3 separate regions of the Sus scrofa genome follow, and regions 2 and 3 are each linked to region 1. A link is a contact called in public Hi-C and HiChIP or PLAC-seq data. All regions are on one chromosome and are shown on one strand. The core of a region is the stretch at or near the end of the contact, and the rest is flanking DNA. Distances in the headings are between cores, read along the strand shown.

Region 1 (4,260 bases), core at 1,471-3,970:
AGATTTGGCAGCTCTAGGGTTAGCGCCTGTGGGGATGCTGTGCAGCAGCTGTGCCCGAGCGCCCCCTCTGGACAGGACCTGGGACTGCATGCAGAGCAAAGGGGTCAGATGCATCTCTGCCCCTTAGAAGCTGGGTAGCCTGAAGCAAGTCACTTAACTTCTCTGACTCTCACCCTCTGCATCTGAGAACCAAAATAATCCTACTTTGCAGGAATTTAGGGAGAAAAAAATCAAGGTGATGTACATAGCCTGGCACATGTTTAGAAAGCATATCCTACAGATTTCATTAATGTAGTTACTATTATTGCTGTTGATTTTGTTGTCTAGTAGATGATGGCACCATTAACTAAAACCTGGAAAACAGAAGAGAGGACAGGTGGTGGGGGTGGCAGGGGAGGCTGGAGATAATCCGTTATTGCTGTTCACAGAGGAGATTGAGTGCATCCCTGGCCTCAATCAGTTAATGCATAGAAGTGTTGATGACGGGAAACAGAAGAAACCATATTCCAACACTGTATGAATTTATGAGTAAACAGGGGGTGGGTAAGCCCCCATGATGTGCTAAGCATGGCTCTAATCTCTTTGACAAATGTATTAAGAAGTAGAGTGAAAACTCAACTCATCGAGCTGTTAGGAAATTGTGACAAGTGATTTTTCTGGATATTTGAAAATTTGCCAGCCCCACACATTTTAAGTGCTTTTTTTTTTTTTTCTTGTCTTTTTGCCATTTCTTGGGCAGCTCTGCGGCATATGGAGGTTCCCAGGCTAGGGGTCGAATCGGAGCTGTAGCTGCTGGCCTACGCCAGAACCACAGCAACGTGGGATCCAAGCCGAGTCTGCAATCTACACCACAGCTAATGGCAACGCCGGATCCTTAACCCACTGAGCAAGGCCAGGGATCGAACCCGCAACCTCATGGTTCCTCGTCGGATTCATTAACCACTGCGCCACAACGGGAACTCCTTAAGTGCTTTTTTAAAAACATTAAAAACTTTGGGAAGTTCCCATAGTGGCTCAACAGTTAATGAACCCAATTAGTATCCATGAAGATTCGGATTTGATCCCCGGCCTCGCTCAGTGGGTTAAGGATCCAGCATTGCCATGAGCTGTGGTATAGGTCACAGACACGGCTCAGATCCCCTGTTGTTGTAGCTCTGGTGTAGGCCGGTGGCTACAGCTTCAATTGGCCCCCTGGCCTGGGAACCTCTATATGCTGAAGGTACAGCCCTAAAAAGACCAAAAAAAAAAAAGTTAAAAACTTTGGATGAAAATATTTTTCAAATGCACTATGCTCGTCCCTGGCTTCCTGGAGGCTAATGAATATATCGTCTTTGGAACACTGTGTGCTCTGCTGTCCTGTGACACGACGATGGCCCCGGAGGCTGTGGGGTAAAGGTGGCTATTTGCTTCTGCCCTTATGGTGGGCACTATTTTGTTCTCACATCTGCTTTAATACTTTTTCTAGGTACCCCCTCATTGTCAGGCTCTCTTGTGTGAGTTTTCCTTTCTCTTTTTGAGCCTCTCTTCCAGTGCTTTCACTTTATCGCTTCTAATCTGCTTCTAATTAGGTGGAGACCAAACATAAATGGTTCATCTCTTATAGCCATCTTGGCCCAAAATGGAATTAAGAGAACTATTGTAACTTATCCAGTACCTATTTTGTGCTGAGCGTCTTACCACCTGTTTTATAGACACCCTTTCATTTTTCACAACAGTGCTATGAATTGGAAATGTCTATCTCCATTTTAGACATGCGTAGACTGGGGCTCAGAAAGTTGAAGCAATTTGCCCACAGTCACCCACAGCTGCCGGGGCGTGGCCAGGCTAGAATTCACACGTGGTGTGTCTAGCTCGGTGACCACCCCTGCTTTTCCTGCTTCACTGCTCCGGGTCTGTGGTACATTTCATTGTTGCTTGTTATTGTGTTGGGCTAGGATAGTGTTATCTTCCTAAATAGAACCTAAGCCCCTTGAGGGCAGCGCCCTGGCTGCCACTTACACATTGCCCACACCGTTGTCTGGTGCCAGGATCCAAGTGGTCCACAAGTTGCTTTGCCAAGAGCAGGAGCCCAGAGGAGTGGGGGCAAGAGAATGGAGTGGGCCATTGCCCCTTCCCCCCAAGACCTGGCACCTCTCTGCTGCCTAGAACCTTCCACTTGCCCCAGGCATTTGCTCAGCATGTGCTGAGCCAAGATCTTCTCTTGGCTTCAGCCAGCAACTGCTGAGGGACCCTGCGTGGGCAACTCTGGGTCGGGAAGGAGGAATGGCTGCTGGCCTCTCCCTGGGGACCGACCCACCGACGGGGCGGCCAGGCCCAGGTGAGACACTGCGGGGATGTTGCAGCCCAGTAGGGAAGGCTGGTGTAGTCCAGGACTTTTGCTGAAGAAATCCTAGAGCAGGTGCCCTGAGGAAACTTTCTTACAGAGCTTCTTTCCTGAAGGAGAGTGACTGAACTTCCAGGGGACTCGACTTTCCAGCCCAAAGCAAAAAGCAGGCCAGCATCCCAGCAGGAGCTGATTTTGCTAAGTAATGCTGGCTCTGAATCTCCGCTTTGTGACTCAAACTTGGAGGTGGAAAACGGCCCCATCACATGACTTACGGATTTTGCCCTGACAGGACAGTTTCTGTTTGTGTTTTGCTTCCTCGTCAGACACTGAGCTCAGGCGGGAGCCCCTCCCCCCGCGTGACCAGCACCCTGGGGCCGTGTCACGTGACTGCAGTTGCATGCGAGCCAGGCATTCCTCCGGTGACATCATGCCCTTGCTGATTGCCCAGGTGTTTCACGGCCTCCCGGGGCTGACACGGAATTTGCATCATTTCTGAGACCTGGGCCTCGATTTGTTTGCCTTTGGTTAATAGCAAATCTGGATTGGGGCTGAGGGAAGTTGTTGAGACAAGCAGACAATAAACACGTCCCCCAGAGAGCCTGGCGGGACTTGGACCTGTGGCTCCCTGCCCCTCCCCGACCGGGAGCCAGCGCAGGTCTTCTGGGCTCAGACCTCGGGCGGAGGGCTTGCTGGTGCTGACTCTAGCACTGTCCCAGGACTTATTTCAGCCTCAGGACCTCTTTGGACCAGGCTCAAAGGCCCAGAGCCAGGCCCTGCTGAGCCTTAGGCCTTTATGTGGCTCTTCCCTTGCTTCGCCCTCTTCGGAGGAGCCAGCTCCAGAGGACCTGGGATTCCGCTGCTTCTCTCTGCTCGGCCTTCTCACCCTCCCACTCACCTCGGGTCCACGGGCCATCACTTCACAGACGCGTGAAGGGCCAGGGCGGGAACTCTGCAGAGACCCCCAGTCCCATTGCCTTGTGGAGAAGGACACCCAGGCTGGAGGGTGACTCAGCCCACTTCTCTCACCCACCCGTTTCCAGCAGCTTCCTCTCTCTGGCCTCAGTGTGACCATCTGCCAAGGAGTGGGAAACAAGCCCCATTCTCCCCACGCAGGGGGACCAGCCGGGTTTGAGGAAGGGCGCCTTCCCCCTCTGCTCCGAGGCTGTTAGACTTGACAGCGTGAGAATCCCCTGGAGGGCTGTGGAACGAGGGGGCCCCCCCCCACCCCAGGAAGTCTGGGGCGAGATCAGAGAATTGCACGTGTTCAGGGACCACACTCTGAGAAGCTCCAAAACACGGCTTCTGGACCTTTCTCTGGGACTCACCCGAAAGAGAGGCCGTGCGCGTGGGAGTCGCTCAGCCTGGCCCTGGGAAGTTGGTGGCTTGAAGTCAGCCGTGATGGGGTCGTCACCCCTCAGACATCGGTCGATGCTACAGACCAGAGCTTTTTTTTTTTTTTTTTTTTTTTTGCCAGAGAGCTGGTTGTTAAACAATTATTGGCACACCGCTGGGTAAGAGGGGGGCCCTCTTTCTCTTCCTCTGTGCTCCAAGACTGGGTGCTGCACTTCAGAAACGGGACAGGAAAGTTCAGTCAGGATTCTCTGTGCATCCATTTCTCTGTAAATTGGAAGCAATAAGAACATCCACCTCACGGGGCCATGAGAATGAAGTGAGAAAATACCTGTAAACCACTGAGCAGGTGCTCAGCATAGAGTACGTGCTCAAAAGTATTAGCTGTTGTCATAAAGTGCTTGGGATTGGAGTGAATCTGTATTTGGTTCCTCAAGATTATAAAGTTCTGTGTAACTGTAAGCCCAGACCATGCTATTCTGAGCCTCACAGCTTTGGGGTGCCTGCTGGTACACAGTCCTCCTTCTCTGGGGACCCTCCCCATTGCACAGTGCAAGCCCCACCCGGCCCCTGGGTGTGTACTG
Region 2 (4,239 bases), core at 455-2,954, 79 kb before region 1:
TCGCTAACCCTAGGTTAATCCGTTTACGTAAAGAATAAACAGGAATTTGGAGAGTTTCTCTAGCAGATCTGTGATTTTCCCGCAGAGATGAGTCGAGACAGGTCACTCTGGTGAGCATACAGCCGTGATGTGATTTCCAGGGCTCCCCTCGGAGCTGTTTTTACACCCCTAGGAGGTGATGCGGGGCAGCCCAGAAGGTGCTCAGTTCAGGGCTATTACCCCCGGGCAGGGTAGGAAATGAGAGGCTGCTGGTTTGCGCGGGGATTCCGAGCCCTGGTCGGGCTCCCCTCGGCCTCTTTGCTTTGGCGCCGTGCGCACTCGGGCAGCGCGACCCCCTTAGACAAGAGTTTGCAGCCACCCTCTTGGGCTGTTCTCAGCATCGCTTACAACCTCTCAATAGTTTCCCCTCCCTGGGCTGCTGCTGGGAAATGAAGAGGAACCGAGGAGGACTGGGTCGGAGGTTTTCTCGGCCTGGACGACCGTACCCCCACCGCCCCCCGCTCCTAGCCCTGGTTTCACCCCACCTGCCGCTAACCCCCACCGTCTTCTCCTCAGCCTGCCTTCCCCCACCTTCCCCCTCGGAACTCAGGAAATCACTTCATTGCATTTATATGGTGCCTATGAAAAGGCTCATTATCTCATCCGTATTTTGTAAGTTTTATAAAGGCTCATTATCTCACCCTGATTTTATAAGTGAGGAAACTGAGGTTCAGAGACAGCGTGTCCTTGTGGAAGGTCGCAAAGTAACGTGGCAGAAGCACGCACTCAGACCGCGGGCTCCCTTTCTCGTCTGCCAACAACAGACCAGGGATCCACGCTTAGAAGACTGGAGAGGGCAAGCTAGGGTTAAAGGACCCCGAGAACGAACGCAGTTTTACAGACAAGGCAAGCGATCAAAATCTGCAGAGAGGTGGTGACCTGCTCAAGGTCAGCAGGCTCAAAAAGTGGCAGAACCAGCTGCCACACAGGGTCTCCCGAGCCCGGGGTCCAGGGCTTTTTCTCTCTAGCCTCTTCATTTCCTCACTCTGGAGCTATTCCAGGTTAGACACAGGAAGAGTCCGCTTTCCCCAGTTCACCTAGGCATCTGCACGGCTGAAACAAAGCATTCTGTTCCCAAAGCACAAGGCCCCATGGGAGGCAGAGATGTCAAGGAGGAGAACTCACTGGCAGGAAGGGGTTAACCACATCCAGTGGTTTTCCATTATGATATGACTGATCAATATGCCAAATTAGCTAAGGCACTGATGGGTGTTATCCCCAAACCATGGCTTCATCTAGGACATTTCAAAGGCTGAGAAAACATCATTGCCTCAGTGGAGTGATTTGGCCTGTTCTGTAACCTGGGAGGGTAAAATGCCTAATCCAACCTAGAGAGTCTGTAGCACCCTACCTCCAGGCCTTTTCAATCCCCTTCCCTGAGACCACTTCTTTGGGTGCCATGCAGATGTCATGTAGCTGAGGCATGGGACACACTTTCTCACCCTTCTACAAGGCGGCGTTGACCCCGGCCATGGTGGGTATCCTTCCAGCTGGAGACTTCCTGACCGAACACCTTTCTCCCATGGCATTTCCCCTGCTGGGTCCCAAAGACAAAGAAAATTCAAGACTCACATTTTAGGGGTGAGGTGCCAAAAATCCTTAGGAAGCTGTGGAACACCCTTATTTAGAGGAGGATTCCTCCTCTTTTCTGGTCTCCACGTCCCGTACCATCCAATTTATCCTTGAGGCATGGTTGGTCAACAAAAGCTGATCCCGCCTCTGCCCCCCAAAGCAAATAACAGCTGTTACTATATTGAGTAGCAATATGATGTCATATCATAGGTGACTAACTCATAGAGGCTGTCCTGCGAGCCATCGTCTAAATATGACAGCCTGCCATCATCCTGACCTTTTCACGTGAGAAAGCTGAGTGAGGGGCTTGATACTGCCTTCCAGGGTCAAGTTCATATCTGGCATTCTGTGGCCACCATCTGGGACAGAGCATGTGAGGACACTCATGCCCCCTGCCACACACAGATCCCCTTCCTAGTAGAAGGTCACTGTCATTCAAGACAGCTTTTTCCTCCACTGGCCTGACTCTGGAATGAGTAGCCATTAGAAGAGTTAATCATCACACTGATAAAGGGAGGAATTGGGGAAAGGGTTTTTATATTTACTTGTATATCCCAGGTACTGGGTTAGACACTTTACATATAGTTTGCTTGTTTTTGTTTTGTTTTGTTTTTGTTTTCTTTTTTAGGGCCGCACCCACAGGACATGAAAGTTCCCAGGCTAGGAGTTAAATCGGAGCTGTAGCCGCCAGCCTACACCCGCAGGATCCGAGCTGCATCTGCAGCCTACACCGCAGGTCATGGCAATGCCAGATCTCTGACCCACTGAGCAAAGCCAGGGCTCGATCCCGCATCCTCATGGATAATAGTTGGATTCGTTTCTGCTGCACCACAATGGGAACTCCACATATAGTTTTTCATTTAATTTTCAAAATGCTCTGAGGAAGGCAATACAGTCCTGCAGAGTTAGAGAAACTGAGGTCAGAGGCGTTAAGTAATTTTCCCAGAGTTACAGAGCTGGTCATGGTGGGGCTTGGACTCCAGCCCAAGACTCTGTGGCTCCAATGTGGACGGAACTTTACATACAGAAGGGTGTTATTGCACCCGGATTTTTAAAATACGGACTGTATTTTGTAGAGCAGTTACAGATTTATAGCAGAATTTAGCAGAAGGTACAAAGAGTTCCATATACCCCTTACCCGCCCCACCCACACGCTCCTCAGCTGGACCAGAGTGGTACATTTGTTACAGTTGATGAACCGACACAGACACGTCACAATCCCCAAAGTCCATAGTTTACATCATGGTTGGACCTTGGTATTGTACATCCTGTGGGTTTGGGCAAATGTATAAAGACATGTATCTACCACTGTGTATCATACAGAGGAGTTCACTGCCCTGAAGATTCTCTGTGCTCCCCTATTCAGCCCTCCCTCCCCTCTAACCCTTGTTAAGCACTCACAACTTTACTGTCTTCATAGCTTTGCCTTTTCCGGAATGTCATGTAGTTGGAATCATAGGCATGCAGCTTTTCCAGTTGGCTCCTTTGACTTAGTGAAACACATTCAGTGTTTCTCCATGTCTTTTCATGGTTTTATTTATTATTTATTTTTTCTTTTTACAGCCACACCTGTGGCATACGGAAGTTCCTGGGCCGGGGGTCGAATGAGAGCTGCAGCTGGGACCTATACCACAGTCTGTGGCAACGCTGGATCCTTAACCCATTGAGCAAGGCCAGGGATCGAACCCACATCCTCTCGGAGGAATGTCAGGTGCTTAACCCACTGAGCCACAGTGAGAACTCCACTATTTATTTATTTTTGATACTGAATATAGTCTGTTGTCTGGATGTAGCACAATTTATTTGTGTAGTCACATGCTGAATCACCTAGCTTTTAAAACTTCATTCTCCTGCAGTTCATGGTAAAAGCTGAGATAGCCACAGGGTCTGATCCTTCTCTTTTGGATCTCATACCTGCCTATTTGCTCCTGCCACCCCTGCCACCCATCCAGCACCTGTCAGAGGGCATCCTTTTGGCATTCCTTGTTTATGCATCATGTCAGCAGCCTGGGAACCAGGTCTTCCCTTAGTATGAGCTCTAGGGTGATGAGGAGAGCTTACACAGGCACATCTGCCATAAAATCGGGACAGTCCTTTTTCCCTCCATGCCAGCTGTACTCTCACGTTGCCCTCCAGCCTCTAATGCAGTGATTCCTAATGTGTCTCACCAGTTACCACACAGGTTTTCGTTTCCTTTTTAAAAGTCCAAGTATCCAACCACACAGAAGAATTTACTGAGCACCTACTCTATGCTGGTCCTAGGCGGTAACTCTTTAGAGAATATTGAGTGGGTATCTGTAAGTTTGCATGCAGAGTGACACCCATCCCAGCACCCCACTCCATTAATCAATACTGTCTGATGGGTGTGTATGTGTGTGTGTGCATGTGAATATGGCGATAAAAACAACCACAGTGACTAAAAATAAATCTGTGAGACCATCTGAATTAGTCTCATCAGATTATGTTTGTTACATATAACATTATAATGATACAATTATTATTACTGTTATAAAAACACTTACATAGCACTTTCTGTGTTTTGATGCTTTCACATAAATGGTAAACCTACTTATGGCCTGAAAAGGCTGTCCAGGCTGAAATATAAATAGATTAAGGAAAGTTTCAAAT
Region 3 (3,883 bases), core at 1,294-3,793, 110 kb before region 1:
AGTGATTCCTGGCCTGGCGTAATTGAGAATTGGCAAAGAAGATGCTCGTTTAAGTAAGAGTCTATTTTTTCAATGCTATGCTCCTATTTAAAAAGATGTTTACAAAGAGCTTATTACTTAGGGAATGCTGTAGGGACAATATAAGTTTTAAAAAACAAGATACATTTAAGACAACAATTACAATAAAAACTATAAATAAACAATGGAATGCATGAATAGAGAATAAATTTCCATGGAGTTACTGTCATGGCACAGCGGAAGCAAATCCAACTAGGAACCATGAGGTTGTGGGCTCGATCCCTGGTCTTGCTCAGTGGGTTAAGGATCTGGCCTTGTCATGAGCTGTGATGTAGGTCACAGACGCAGCTCAGATCCTGCATTGCTGTGGCTGTGGTGTAGGCTGGTAGCTGTAGCTCTGATTCGACTCCTAGCCTGGGATCCTCCATATGTCTCGGGTGTGGCCCAAAAAAACAAAAAACAAAAAAAAAGTCCATAAAATATTAAAAGTGCTTTATTCTGATTGGTGGAAGTACAGGTGGGTGATTTTCTTTTTGCCCTTATATATATGTCAGAATTTCCCAACTTTTCTATAATGGGGGCAAGTTAAAAGATGAAAGTTTAATTTTTATATTATAATGAAGGTAAAAACTAGTATCCTGTGCCTTTCAAAGGGTATAGTTGCCTACTTTTTTCCAGTCCTGCTTCTGAAGAATACTAAGGACTGAGAGTCTATCCAAATCAAATCTTGGCTTAATTAAGTGTATCAAGTCCTGATTGAATGCTTGCCATATTCCAGGAACTGAGATGGATATAGGAAAAAATGAAATAATTTCTAAGATGGGAAATGGAATGACTGATTAGTCCTGAATTATTTCGGATAGTCTTTGTCCCACTAACTTAGTATTAACTGACATCTGCAAAACAGAAAGAAATCCAAAGTGTGCTCATCTTGAATTGAGAAATTGGGCAAGTGGAAACGATAGAGGTCTTGGATTCAAGTCCTGGTTTTGCACTAATTGAATACCCTTGGGTACTTTAATGAGGGTAGATTCCTTCTGTGTTAATCAAGGAACCTGTGCCAAGGGGATGGCTCCAAGAGGCAAGAGTCTGGGCTCTGACTCTTGCTGGCCTGGACATTGAAAATGGAGCTAGTAAGACCTACCTGGCAGAGTTGATAAGGCGAGGGTAGTGTGTGACATATCTATGTCTCTTTATAGTGGTACTATAGGTTCTGAAATTTTTTCATTTCTTCAGTTCTCTGATTTTAATCTCTATGTCTGCAGTCAGTGATTATTGGTGATCATGACGGCGACGTTACACTTCAAAAGCCCCTTTTCTTTCTGTTGTCATTCTCTGTTGCTCAAGGGTTCTACAGAAGAAACATGTACCTGGTTGCATAAAAGTCACCGAGGAAGCCCTGTGTGGTCCCTCTTTGCCTGGATGGACTATCTCTTTCCTCGATTTCCAGCACATTGCCTTGGTCTCTGTTTCTTGATCTGAAAATTGCACAGTCACATAGGATTACTGAGAGCAATAAATTTATTGACTTTTTGTCAAATATTTTGTATGCCTGCAACATGCCAGGCATTGTTCAAGGTGCTAGGAACAGAAGAGTGAATGGTCAAAGGCTCTACACTTGGTGTTTATCAGATACCTGAACATTAATCTCTCTCCTACGTTTAATTTAAATTTTAAAAAATACTGGAGTGGAAACTCAAAAAATTCTCAATTCAGAAGAACCAGTGTTGTCTCTTTCTTTTAAAGAATCGGGAGCAAAGTATTGACCTTTACCAGCTTATCATCCCATGTGTTGGAAGAAAGCCAACATCTTTTTTTTTTCCCCTTTCATTTTGGTCTTGATAAGGTGAGAGGCTGGGAGAACTGGGACCGTGTACTTTCACTCTTATGTATAAAGCCTTAGTTTTAATTTTTGCATTCCCCACAGCACACTTCTGCTTGACTGTTACATGCCCTGACATGTAGAACCAATGGAAACACAAAATGAAAATGAAACAATTCTCCACCTGAGTCACTGTCTGTGTTTCTCCTTTATCACCAAAGCAATGCACTCCCACACAATTGAGGCTTGTTCTATTTAGGTTTTAAAACGTCATCCTTGTAATTAAGGCACACTATTATTGCTATAGAGTAAACAATCGGAAAACACGTTCTTAGAAACATCTCTCTGATTCATAAATATTTGGATGATGAAGTCACAGAGGTGGAATGCTAACCTTGCCAACATGCTGATGATAAAGATCAGTAGGCGATAATATTACACAGTGAAAACTTAGCTTTAGTCTGGAGCAGAAAAATAAGGTGGAAAATTGGGCGATTATTTTGTAATAATCATTTGAAATAATATAGGTTTAAAAATACTTTTTTCTAATGTGGTAATTCACTTGACTTGTATTTATTAATTTCATTTAAGAAACACTGAGTGCCAGCCTTCTGGCTTGACACAAATGTCCCTCTCTGCCGGTCTTTCCTGCTCAGCTGGGCTCACTCCCCACCGGCACTACCAGCTCCAACCACTTGAGGCGCTAGTCGTTTCAGTTTCTCACAGAGCCTTTCTGTCGCTACATAGTTGCCTACCTATGCAATACCTATGGAATTTCCTCTTCCCAACTACCCAACCCTCTCTGCTTGGAAAATTGCTATTTTATCTTTCAAAATTCAGTTCCAAAGTCATGTATGTAAATGATAGTCACAACCAGGATTAGCTATGTAATTTATAATTTAAATGAAAATGTAGATCCCTTTTTTCAAAAATTAAGAATTTCAAGATGGTGACTGCTGAGCATTAAACCAAGTGTGGGACCTTTTAAAAGTGGGACTGCGCAGGAGTTCCTGTTGTGGCTCAGTGGTTAACGAATCCGACTAGGAGCCGTGAGGTTGCGGGTTCGATTCCTGGCCTTGCTCAGTGGGTTGAGGATCTGGCGTGCTGTGGCTGTGGCATAGGCCAGTGGCTACAGCTCGGATTAGACCCCTAGCCTGGGAACCTCCATGTGCCGCAGAAGCGGCCTTAGAAAAGACAAAAAAAACAGAGTGGAACTACACAGATCACAAGCTCATGGAGCCAGCCCTGGTCACACTTTTTCTGTGTTTCCCCAATTCTTAGTCAATATTGTTTTTTATTGGCCACCCGATTCAGGTACCTGTCTCCCAGTTTTCATCTGGGAAAGCCATTCCCCTCACACTTGCCTTGCATAACGCACTGAGCCACCAGTCAGAGCAAACCATGCCAAGGGCCACTGTGATTGGTCCAGAAATGCGCTTGGGATCCAATCAGAGCCAATGAACTGCTGAGAGCATTTGGCGGGGCGAGGGGAGTGGCTACCAGAGACCCAGTTAATCGCTTTGCGCTGGATTTGAATGTCGGGCGCTGTGAGCATGAGATGGCTGAGGCTGTCACATGGAGCAGGAGTTAAAGGACAGAAGCAAGAGGTGAGAGGCTCTGTATCAAGGTGGGCCTGCAGCCGCATTTATCAAGCACTTTTCAGTTATGTGAGCCAGTAAATTACCTCCTTTTGCTTAAGCCATTTAGAATTGAGTTTTCTTACACTTGGAAACAAAAGAGTACAGGGAATAAACAACTATTTGGTCCTTATACATTTTTGTGTGTATATGTTTCCCCATTGCTCTAATGAGCTCCTTGGGAGCAAGATTTTTTTTTTTTTTTTTTTTTTTTTAATCTTACCATCTCTGGTACTTGGGATAGTATTAAAATATCCTTTTTTTTTTTTTTTTTTTTTTTTTTTTTTTTAAGTTAGACCAATGGCTTTATTGAAAGGTCAGGGCAGAGCCCCTCTCCCCCTGTGGTCCTGGCAGCTTTGAGATCACACCTTGAGCATCCAGGCATCCTGAATCCAGAGAGCTCATT

Evidence for each region. A called contact is a pair of places that touch in the nucleus more often than the background predicts. HiChIP or PLAC-seq counts read pairs in DNA pulled down with a chosen protein or histone mark.
Region 2: a contact with region 1 is called in an H3K27ac HiChIP or PLAC-seq map of skeletal muscle. The contact joins the promoter of ATF3 here to the enhancer-like site in region 1. A contact is called at or near these places in 1 of 5 promoter capture datasets (liver), 4 of 47 Hi-C or Micro-C datasets (alveolar macrophages, embryonic fibroblasts, liver and 1 more) and 2 of 2 datasets of contacts at active chromatin or transcription factors (alveolar macrophages and skeletal muscle).
Region 3: a Hi-C map of embryonic fibroblasts shows a contact between it and region 1, with 3 times the contacts expected there. The contact joins two enhancer-like sites. A contact is called at or near these places in 1 of 5 promoter capture datasets (liver), 8 of 47 Hi-C or Micro-C datasets (alveolar macrophages, embryonic fibroblasts, epiblast stem cells and 3 more) and 2 of 2 datasets of contacts at active chromatin or transcription factors (alveolar macrophages and skeletal muscle).

Annotation. Positions count from the first base shown.
Region 1 is chr9:130,906,106-130,910,365 of Sscrofa11.1, forward strand. All of the region lies in intron 2 of LOC102164427 (a long non-coding RNA gene), which reads left to right. Among named protein-coding and RNA genes, the nearest start is that of NENF, 51 kb to the right of the region's middle. Within about 2 kb of position 2,721, at least 61 of the 83 cell types and tissues checked have an H3K27ac peak or open chromatin away from gene starts, as enhancers often do. A contact at or near this core is called in alveolar macrophages, embryonic fibroblasts, liver and 1 more, where this site is marked.
Region 2 is chr9:130,827,974-130,832,212 of Sscrofa11.1, forward strand. It overlaps ATF3 (cyclic AMP-dependent transcription factor ATF-3), which reads right to left and starts at 1,705. Exons shown (of 4, transcript XM_021063853.1): 1 at 1,612-1,705.
Region 3 is chr9:130,797,303-130,801,185 of Sscrofa11.1, forward strand. The region is part of intron 1 of ATF3 (cyclic AMP-dependent transcription factor ATF-3); the gene reads right to left. Among named protein-coding and RNA genes, the nearest start is that of ATF3, 30 kb to the right of the region's middle. Within about 2 kb of position 2,544, at least 20 of the 83 cell types and tissues checked have an H3K27ac peak or open chromatin away from gene starts, as enhancers often do. A contact at or near this core is called in alveolar macrophages and embryonic fibroblasts, where this site is marked.